Linked DNA regions of Capra hircus: region 1 is linked to region 2. A link is a contact called in public Hi-C data. All regions are on one chromosome and are shown on one strand. Each heading gives the region's core, a stretch centred on a gene start, on an enhancer-like site or on the middle of the called end of the contact. The rest is flanking DNA. Distances are from core to core; before and after follow the strand shown.

The links. Hi-C and Micro-C count contacts between places; a contact is called where the count stands out from the background.
Region 1: a contact with region 2 is called in a Hi-C map of blood, with 5 times the contacts expected there. The contact joins two enhancer-like sites. A contact is called at or near these places in 2 of 5 Hi-C or Micro-C datasets (both in blood).

Annotation. Positions count from the first base shown.
Region 1 is chr3:90,853,667-90,857,808 of ARS1.2, reverse strand. It overlaps MAGI3 (membrane-associated guanylate kinase, WW and PDZ domain-containing protein 3), which reads right to left. Exons shown (of 21, transcript XM_018045931.1): 19 at 3,808-3,951. Among named protein-coding and RNA genes, the nearest start is that of PHTF1, 77 kb to the left of the region's middle. Within about 2 kb of position 1,773, at least 1 of the 5 cell types and tissues checked has an H3K27ac peak or open chromatin away from gene starts, as enhancers often do.
Region 2 is chr3:90,408,366-90,412,234 of ARS1.2, reverse strand. No RefSeq gene overlaps it. Among named protein-coding and RNA genes, the nearest start is that of LRIG2, 73 kb to the right of the region's middle. Within about 2 kb of position 2,419, at least 2 of the 5 cell types and tissues checked have an H3K27ac peak or open chromatin away from gene starts, as enhancers often do.

The sequences.
Region 1 (4,142 bases), core at 524-3,023, 450 kb before region 2:
CGGCTGCGTGACAGCAGACCTGGGTCCCCTGTGGCTGTGACTTAGCCTCCCTGAGCCTCAGTTTTAATCTGCAAGTGGGGGTGATGCCACCTGCCTCACAGTTTCCGTGAGACTAAAACTAATACAAGTGAAAACGTGGTCTGGAAGACAGCATTCATATTAGCTAAATCTGTTTCTGTTCTATGTTAAATATTCCATCTATTCCCTAATATGAACTTTTTCCATTCGGTTATTTCTCATTTCCTTAGCCCAGAACCTTGTTTATTCTCTCTAAATCTTAATAAGGTTTAAGGACCAGCTGAAGACCCACAAAATTTACAGATCCTCTCAACATCTTTCCATCTGTATCAATAGTTAACATTTTCTTGTTTTAGGGAATTACACTATTAAACTTTATGAAAGAACAAGCAAACAGTGTAAGTCCTGTCTACCCAGTGATAAGTTCTGGGAGTTAAATATTAAAGAAATTCTCTCATTATCTGGAGATATAAACTATGCCTTCTATGCTTTCAGCAAATATGTCTGGCACATCTACTGTCAACGTTCAAGGCACTGCCTCAGGTGCTGCAGGTACGGGAATAACAGGCGCAGGACGCAAAGCACAGTGTCAGCCTAACGGGAAGGATGCAGGGGAAGAAGAGAGGCCAGAGGGGAAGGCAGGCAGGACGCCCAGGCGGCTCCACACGCCAGAGTCAGCTGGAGGTAAACGCACCTCCTTTGGGGAAGTGGTCACCCGAGTAAGCTGTCCTTTACAACAAGGCTCCCGTGATCCTTACACCAAGTCAAGATTTTGATAATTTAGTAGCCAGAAAAACAATTCTCTGCAAAGCTGACCTATTCGAGTTCAGAATAAACCCAGGCATAGCAGTAATAGCTTGTTTTCTTTTGTTTTCAAATTTCAGAGCTTTTTATATAAAAGCTGATTTAATCATATAATTCTAAAGCTTCTGTTCATTATAAAGAATAACATGTTTTAGAAGTAGACTTTGAATCCTTGAAGGCCTCCTTGCTTGCCTTTTATTTAGTGAGATTGGTGTATCTGAGGGTTGAAACCAGTATTTCAATTATATCCTAGTTTTTGGCTTAATTGGATTGTGATATTAAACAATGGGAGGTGTGTTTTTTTTTTTTTAAACTCCAGATTTAAACAACTAAATGCTTATTTTTAAAAAGGCAGGGAGTTGAGGAGAAAAAGGATGAAGAAAACCAGAAATAAACATGCCATCCCCATAAACAGTGCCTCAAACTACTGTCACTAAAACTTGAGAGAACTGTGCCTGGCCATGTATCTTACATGTAGATCTACGTTTTGCAGGTTAGGAAGCTGAGGTTCAGAGATGCTACCCAACTGTGCACAGCTGTAAGGTGGCAGAACTAGTTTGATCCTTGTCCTGTCTGATTTCTAAACCCATGTTCTCCCCACTTTATTAACTGTCTCTCTAAGAAAGTGAGATACCAGGGCTTCCCTAGTAGCTAGGACAGTGAAGCAGCCGCTTGCAGTGCAGGAGACCCAGGTTTGATTCCTGGGTCGGAAAGATCCCCTGAAGAAGGAAGTGGCAACTCACTCCAGTATTCTTGCCTGGAGAATTCCATGGACAGAAGGGCCTGGTGGGCTGTTAGTCCAGAGTTGCAAAGAGTCAGACACGACTGAGTGACTAACACACAGAAGAAAGTGAACTGCGGTAAGAGCCAGCAGCCCAGCTTTGGCCACACCAAGACTCTGGCCTTCAGCCCTCTCATTGCCATCAACACCCTCCAGCTCTGCTTCTGCTGCTCTGCATTCTCACTCTCCTCGTCTTTTCTTCCTTCTCTAGTTACACTAATGACAGGCCTTATACAGAGTCCTGCCCCAGCCCACAACTCTCCAAATCCTCTCCTTGAGTGAACTCACCCATGGAAAAGGCGTCCGTCGTCACTTCTGTCTGGGAAATGACAGCCTGGAACTTTACCTCTGGTACTGATTGCCAGGTAAATATTTACAGCTGCTTAACTGGCTGGTCCTTCAACGTGACTACAGCTTAGTACATCATCAGTCTTCAGCAAACCCTTTCTCCCACTGGCCTCCCTGATGGTTTTCTTACAGTGCAGACAGGGTGAAGCCTCTAAGCCATCCTTTACTCTTTCTTTCCCTTCATCCTTCACTCATATAATACTTGTCAGCCATCTAAACTGGTCTTCTCTTCATTAACAGTTGATCCCACAAGCATCATGTAACTTCCATCCAAAGTATTGGGTCAGCCAAAAAGTTTGCTTGGGTTTTTCTGTGAGATGTCACGAAAAAACCAGAACATTCTGGCCAACGCAGTATTACCATCCAAGGTACACTCCCACCACCACGACTGGACGCCTGAATTTAGCTAAGCTATCCCCTCATCCTTCCGGCACTCCCAGAGACTGATTTTATCAGCGCATTGCTCTGAAAGGAACTCTTGTGTTAAAAACTGGTGACTTTCCAGTGTCTTGGGCCTACATATTGGTGACTGATCTGCTTTCATATTCCCACTTTCTTCTACTCCCCTGTGTATTTTCTAAATATACTCGGTAAACTTGACAACTTGCAGTCCCCTGTATACGACGTGGACTTCCTTCCTTTTACTCATTTCTTCAGCCTGGAATGTCTCCTTACTCTCTTCCTATTAACATCCTCTCAAACTGTCCAATGCCACCTATTCTGTGAAATTTTCTCTACTTGTACTCACCTTTCTTTGAACTTACAAAAGTCTAGTCCTTTAGAGAAAGGATGGTATCTTGTTTGGGGGATTACTCTTTCTCCTAACTCACTGAGTAGCATATGTAAATTCTTGGGTGAAGCCAACACTTAATACATGTTTATGAAATGAGTCCTGGGAGTGGAGCAGTGATATGGATAATGGAACACCGCAACCACCCAGAAGACTTTTCTGATTGTTATTAGAATATACCCTCTAATAATCTGTGAGGGAGGGTCATTTGCCTAATCAGCTTACTTAGTTTAAAAAAGAAAAAGACGGAAAAGAAAAATTCCTCTTTTCCTGATGCCTACCGGTAGTAGAAGAAGGAAGTCCAAAGCTCTTTTGAAGTCACAGAAGGCTTTTAACACAAGAGTTCCCCTCAAGAGCAATACACTGATAAAATCAGTCTCTGGGTGTATAAGGATGGATGAGGCGATAGGTAGGGGGAGTGTTGTCCAGATTTTAAAATTTTTACTTATAACCTATCTGAATACCAGTGAATTAACTATTTCTTTAAAAATTGAGGCCAGCAAATATCTTCAATGTAAGATTCCTCTAAGTAACAACCGGAGAGGGGAGGAAAATATCATGTTGCAGATCCATTAAACAATCCATCCTGAAATGTCATGAACAAAGGTTCAGAGAGTCCTACAAATGATAATAAGGTCAGAAGAGTCATGCTTGTCAATTTTTGGCTACATCTAGAAGTAGCTGAGAGAGAGAGAGAAATCCTGGGACTCTTGTTTCTTGGAAGAAGTAGATGATTCTTTTTCATCCTGGCTTTCCCAGGATGAAAGTATACTTTATTTATTAATCCCTTTGCCCTTGCATGTTGACTATGTAAGTAAAACTGATTTTTTTCTTACCAAAGTCAAGCTGGTGCAACCAGCCTAACTGCAGTAGAGAAGAGCACCCTGCAAAGAGGAAATGAAATCACAAGCATCTGCCTTTCAGGTTTTAATGATGGAAAGACTTGCTTCATAGACTCAAGAGGTTTCTGCATTCCTTTTACTCAACTATTTTCAGAAGTTTCCAGTCTGGAAACTGGGTTGCAGTTTCCAGACTGGAAAAGGGTTGCAGACAGAAGCCTACTCACGTGAATTCTGCCGTCTTTGATGGCAGGACCATCCTCGGCAAGACGAAGGATGAACAGCCCCATGTTGTACTCCTTCCCACCCCTGAGGCTGAATCCGAAGCCCCGGGGGCCCCGCTCCAGCTCCACTGGGTAACAACCAAGGCCCTAGAGAGAGAAGTGTAAGAAAAACAAGTCTGCATGGACTGCTTTATTTACAGTTTGAAGAAGGACTACTTTTATGGCTGGAAGAAATGATTTATACTCTGAATATGCATTTTTAAAGAACTGAAGTATAGTTAACTTATGATATTGTTAGTTTCAAGTATACAGTAAAGCGATTCAGTTACGCATACACA
Region 2 (3,869 bases), core at 1,170-3,669:
TACCTCTAGAAAGATGAATCTCTGGGGCAGAGAACAATTGGAGATGCCTTTGATGTCCCTGAGCAGCGGCAAGGTTTTCAATTTGGCCTGAACCAATGGAAAAATCATCATTGGAAACACGGATATCTTCGGTCAGATAGCAGGCTGCTCCAGTTTCTTCTCTCTCCTCCACCCCCTCCTCCTCCTCCAAGCTGATCACATTTCCTTGGTGATTTTCATGCTTAGTCAGTAGGTCTTAGGGGACAAGTGTCAACTCCATAGGGACCTTGTCCATATAAACTGCTGGGTACTAATGTTATCCTCTGTATGGTTTCTTCCTTCCTGTCCTCCTGCCAAAAGCACTGATTAAATGACTACTATGTGCTATCTGGTGAGCCCCGCTATGGAAAGCATTTGAACTGCAAACAGGAGTCACCAGGGGAGGCTCTGTCGAGACAGAGATAATAGCACTGCGTAGATCAGCAGAAAAGTGCATTTCAAGTTACGTTCTCTCTTCTTTAGATCTCAAAAGAGCTGTAACTGAGTGGGAGCAAATTGAGAGCCTGGCAGCTAGAATGCAGGAATTCCAGGGATTCCACAAAATCATGAAGAGGTGAACATAGGGTGAATACAAAACAGTCTCAAATCCAGAATATAACTGAGAGAGGTCAGCAGAATACTTTCTAGCCTTTAATTGTTACCTGGGACTGGTAAATTGTTCTATACATATTAACTCTCTAAATCCCCACAATAATGCTCTGAATTAACTATCTCATTATCGTCACTCCAAAAATGAGAAATAGAGGCACAAGAGGTTGAATGACTTGCCCAAGGTCAGCAACTAGGAAGAAAGTGGTGGAATCGGGACTTGAACTTATGTAGCTCTCATTGCAGAGTCCTAAACTACCTGAAATATGTACATTTAAACAACAAAGAAGGTTTGGAATGGGATGGGGTGGATAATAACTGGATGGAGTTTCTGACCCAAAGATATTCTGTCAGTCAGAGATAAAAGTTTTGGGGACTTCCCTGGTTTCCCAGTAATGAATTCATCTTGCAATGCAAGGGACACCGGTTTAATCCCTGGTCTGGGAACTAAGATTCCACATACTATGGAACAACTAGGCCCACACGTTGGCCACAACTAGAGTGTCCATGGGCCGCAATGAAAGATCTCTCATGACAGAACAAAGACCCCACGTGCCTCAACTAAGACCTGACACAGCCAAAAATAGGTGGTTTTTGTTTTGTTTTGCTGTTGTTGGTTTGTTTTGGCTGCGCTGTGCAACTTACAGAATCTTAGTTCCCCAACCAAGGATTGAATCTCAGCCCTCCGAAGTAAGAGAGTGGAGTTCTAACCATTGGACTGCCAGGGAATTCCTGACAGAAGGGTTTTGATAGATGGGAAGCTCAGAGTGCCTAGCATGCCCTCACGCTTCTAAGGAAGGACACACAAAGGCCAGTCACTCCTCTAGACTCACTCAGATCTGCTGGTGTGCCCTTGACAGATGGTCGACTGGGGCTCCAGGGCCTGAGCCAGATTATAGTGTTCATGTTCTTTAACGCCAGACATGGAGACAGATCTGCATGGGTCCCTGTAAAAGCAACCTATATTTTTTACTAGAAAAGCATGTGATGTAATTAGTAGTGCAGCAATGTTGCTGGTCCTAGGAGCCTGAAACCCTGCTCTCTGCACTGGACTCTACTACCTACTGTCCCTTGATTTGGTTTCTTCAACTGTAAATATTTATTCATTCAGTAAACAATTTTGAGCACCTCTCTGTGCGAAGTACCACATGCTAAACTCTGAAATCACCAAGTTGGATTCGGTAGTTGGTCCCCAAAGATTTATTTACTGGCAGAGACAGACAGGGAAAGGGGTCTCAGGGAAGACCCCACTCTGGAGGGCTGCACCCTGCCCCTCCTCCCTGGGAGTCAGTAAGCAACAAGTGAGATCACACCGCGAAAAGTGCTTGGTAAACAACAGAGGGTGAGAATGAGGTGTGCAGGGAGGAGGGAAGGGCTGTAACCCAGGAACTGTCTGCAATGTCTGGAGACCTTGGGCAGGCAGCTGACCAAGAGTGCTCAGTTTGAGGCTGGAAACCTGAGTGAGGCCTCCTGGATGTGAGGGGACCAAACCTGAAGCCCTTGAGTCGCTGTCCCAGCAGTCTGAACCCAAACCGTGCAACCTGGCCGAGCTTCTCTAGGCTCTACCAGGCAGGAACTTAGACCCGTGTGATATTGCCTGGGACTAGGTGCTTTTGCGGCATTGCGCCACCAACGACCTCTTCTGGGTCGTAGCTTGAACGTGACAAAGGCCAGGTCACCCCGCTATTGTGCAGCCCATGAAGCCCGATTCCCACGAATCCCCTTATATAATGAATACCTTCAAGAAACACAGGCCCTAGGTGACGCCAGTTACTACCATTCTCTGTGCTAACGCGCCACCTAGAGGTCAGCTCTAGCTCAAACGATTGTGTGGGTTCGTCTCACCATATGCCTCGGCCCGGAAGACGTGGAAAAGAAATGTTCAAAGGACTAACAAGCAAGAAAACGGCAGGTGATGACAGGCAAGAGGACCCCATCGTTCCTCCACCAGGCCCCCTGTCACTTGCTGATGAGATAATCAAGGGCTGAAATGTCTCGGCTTCTCACGGGACAGGGTTTCCTTTATGACTAGGGACCAGTGTGAGAATGTCACTATATCTCATACTCTAAACTCTAGATCTGAAGAGCAAACAGGCCAAGAAAACCTTCCAGCGTGCCCTGCAGCCTAGACCCCAGTCCATCTGCTCCTCCTCTCCTACCCCAAAGTTTAGACTCTCTGTCTAGCTTGGGAAAATAGTTTTTCAGCAGATGAGCCCTCCTCTTAGGAAGAGTTTGCTGATGCTGCTTACATTTCTGGGAGCAGCTACCCTACGCTGAGCATGAACACACATTTATCGTGGGCCATTTACTCAGAAGTAGATGAATCTACAGAGGCATCAAAGATAAGCCAATACTTCAAAATCAGCACAGAGTTGTTTTTTTTTTTTCCTAAAGAAAATCCAAGCCAGATGGTAGTAGAGTATCAAGAAAAGTAAGCCAAAGCTCCCAAACTGAGCAAGCATCCCTTTTTTAAGCACTCATACTTTAGGTTTTTCTCTTCAATCTTTTGCCAGACCTGCAATTTAGTTTCCTACTACTACTAAGCTTTTTTAACTCAAGTATAATTGGAAAACAAGATACATAAAATATTCAAGCTCCCATTATCCATCAAAGTGTCCTAGTTGATGCTGCTTGGAGATAGCACTATGTTTAGTATCCATGGAATGCCCACAGAGCTTCTGGGCATCTTTGCCTGCAAGCAGCTTCTGGTCGTTCTTCACACCAAGGACAATTCAAACATGGGGTAAACGCCGAGGAGCCTTAGGCAAACTAGAATGATGTTTTGAATCTATTTTTTAAAAGCTATAGTTGTTTGTCATGGATAAAGTGCAGTCCACTGACTGGCCGAAGGGGCCAGAGGAAGTGAAGTTGAAATTTCCCTTCACCTATACTCTCAACTAAGGTGGATGAACTGAATTCCCAGGTGGTACAGTGGTAAAAAATCTACCTACTAATACAGGAGATGCAAAAGACTTGGGTTCAGTCCTCTGGGTCAGGAAGATCCCCTGGAGGAGGTAATGGCAACCCACTCCAGTATTCTTGCCTGGACAATTCCATGGACAGAGGAGCCTGGTGGGCTTCAGTCATGGGGTCACAAAGAGTTGGACATGACTGAGCAACTGAACACACACACATGCTAGTTTGCTTCTCCTGGTAGCAACAATTCACTCAGTGCTCACAGCAATCTTGATGGGAGATCCTGAGATGAGTAGTGTTATCATTGCTGTCTTTCAGAGAAAGAA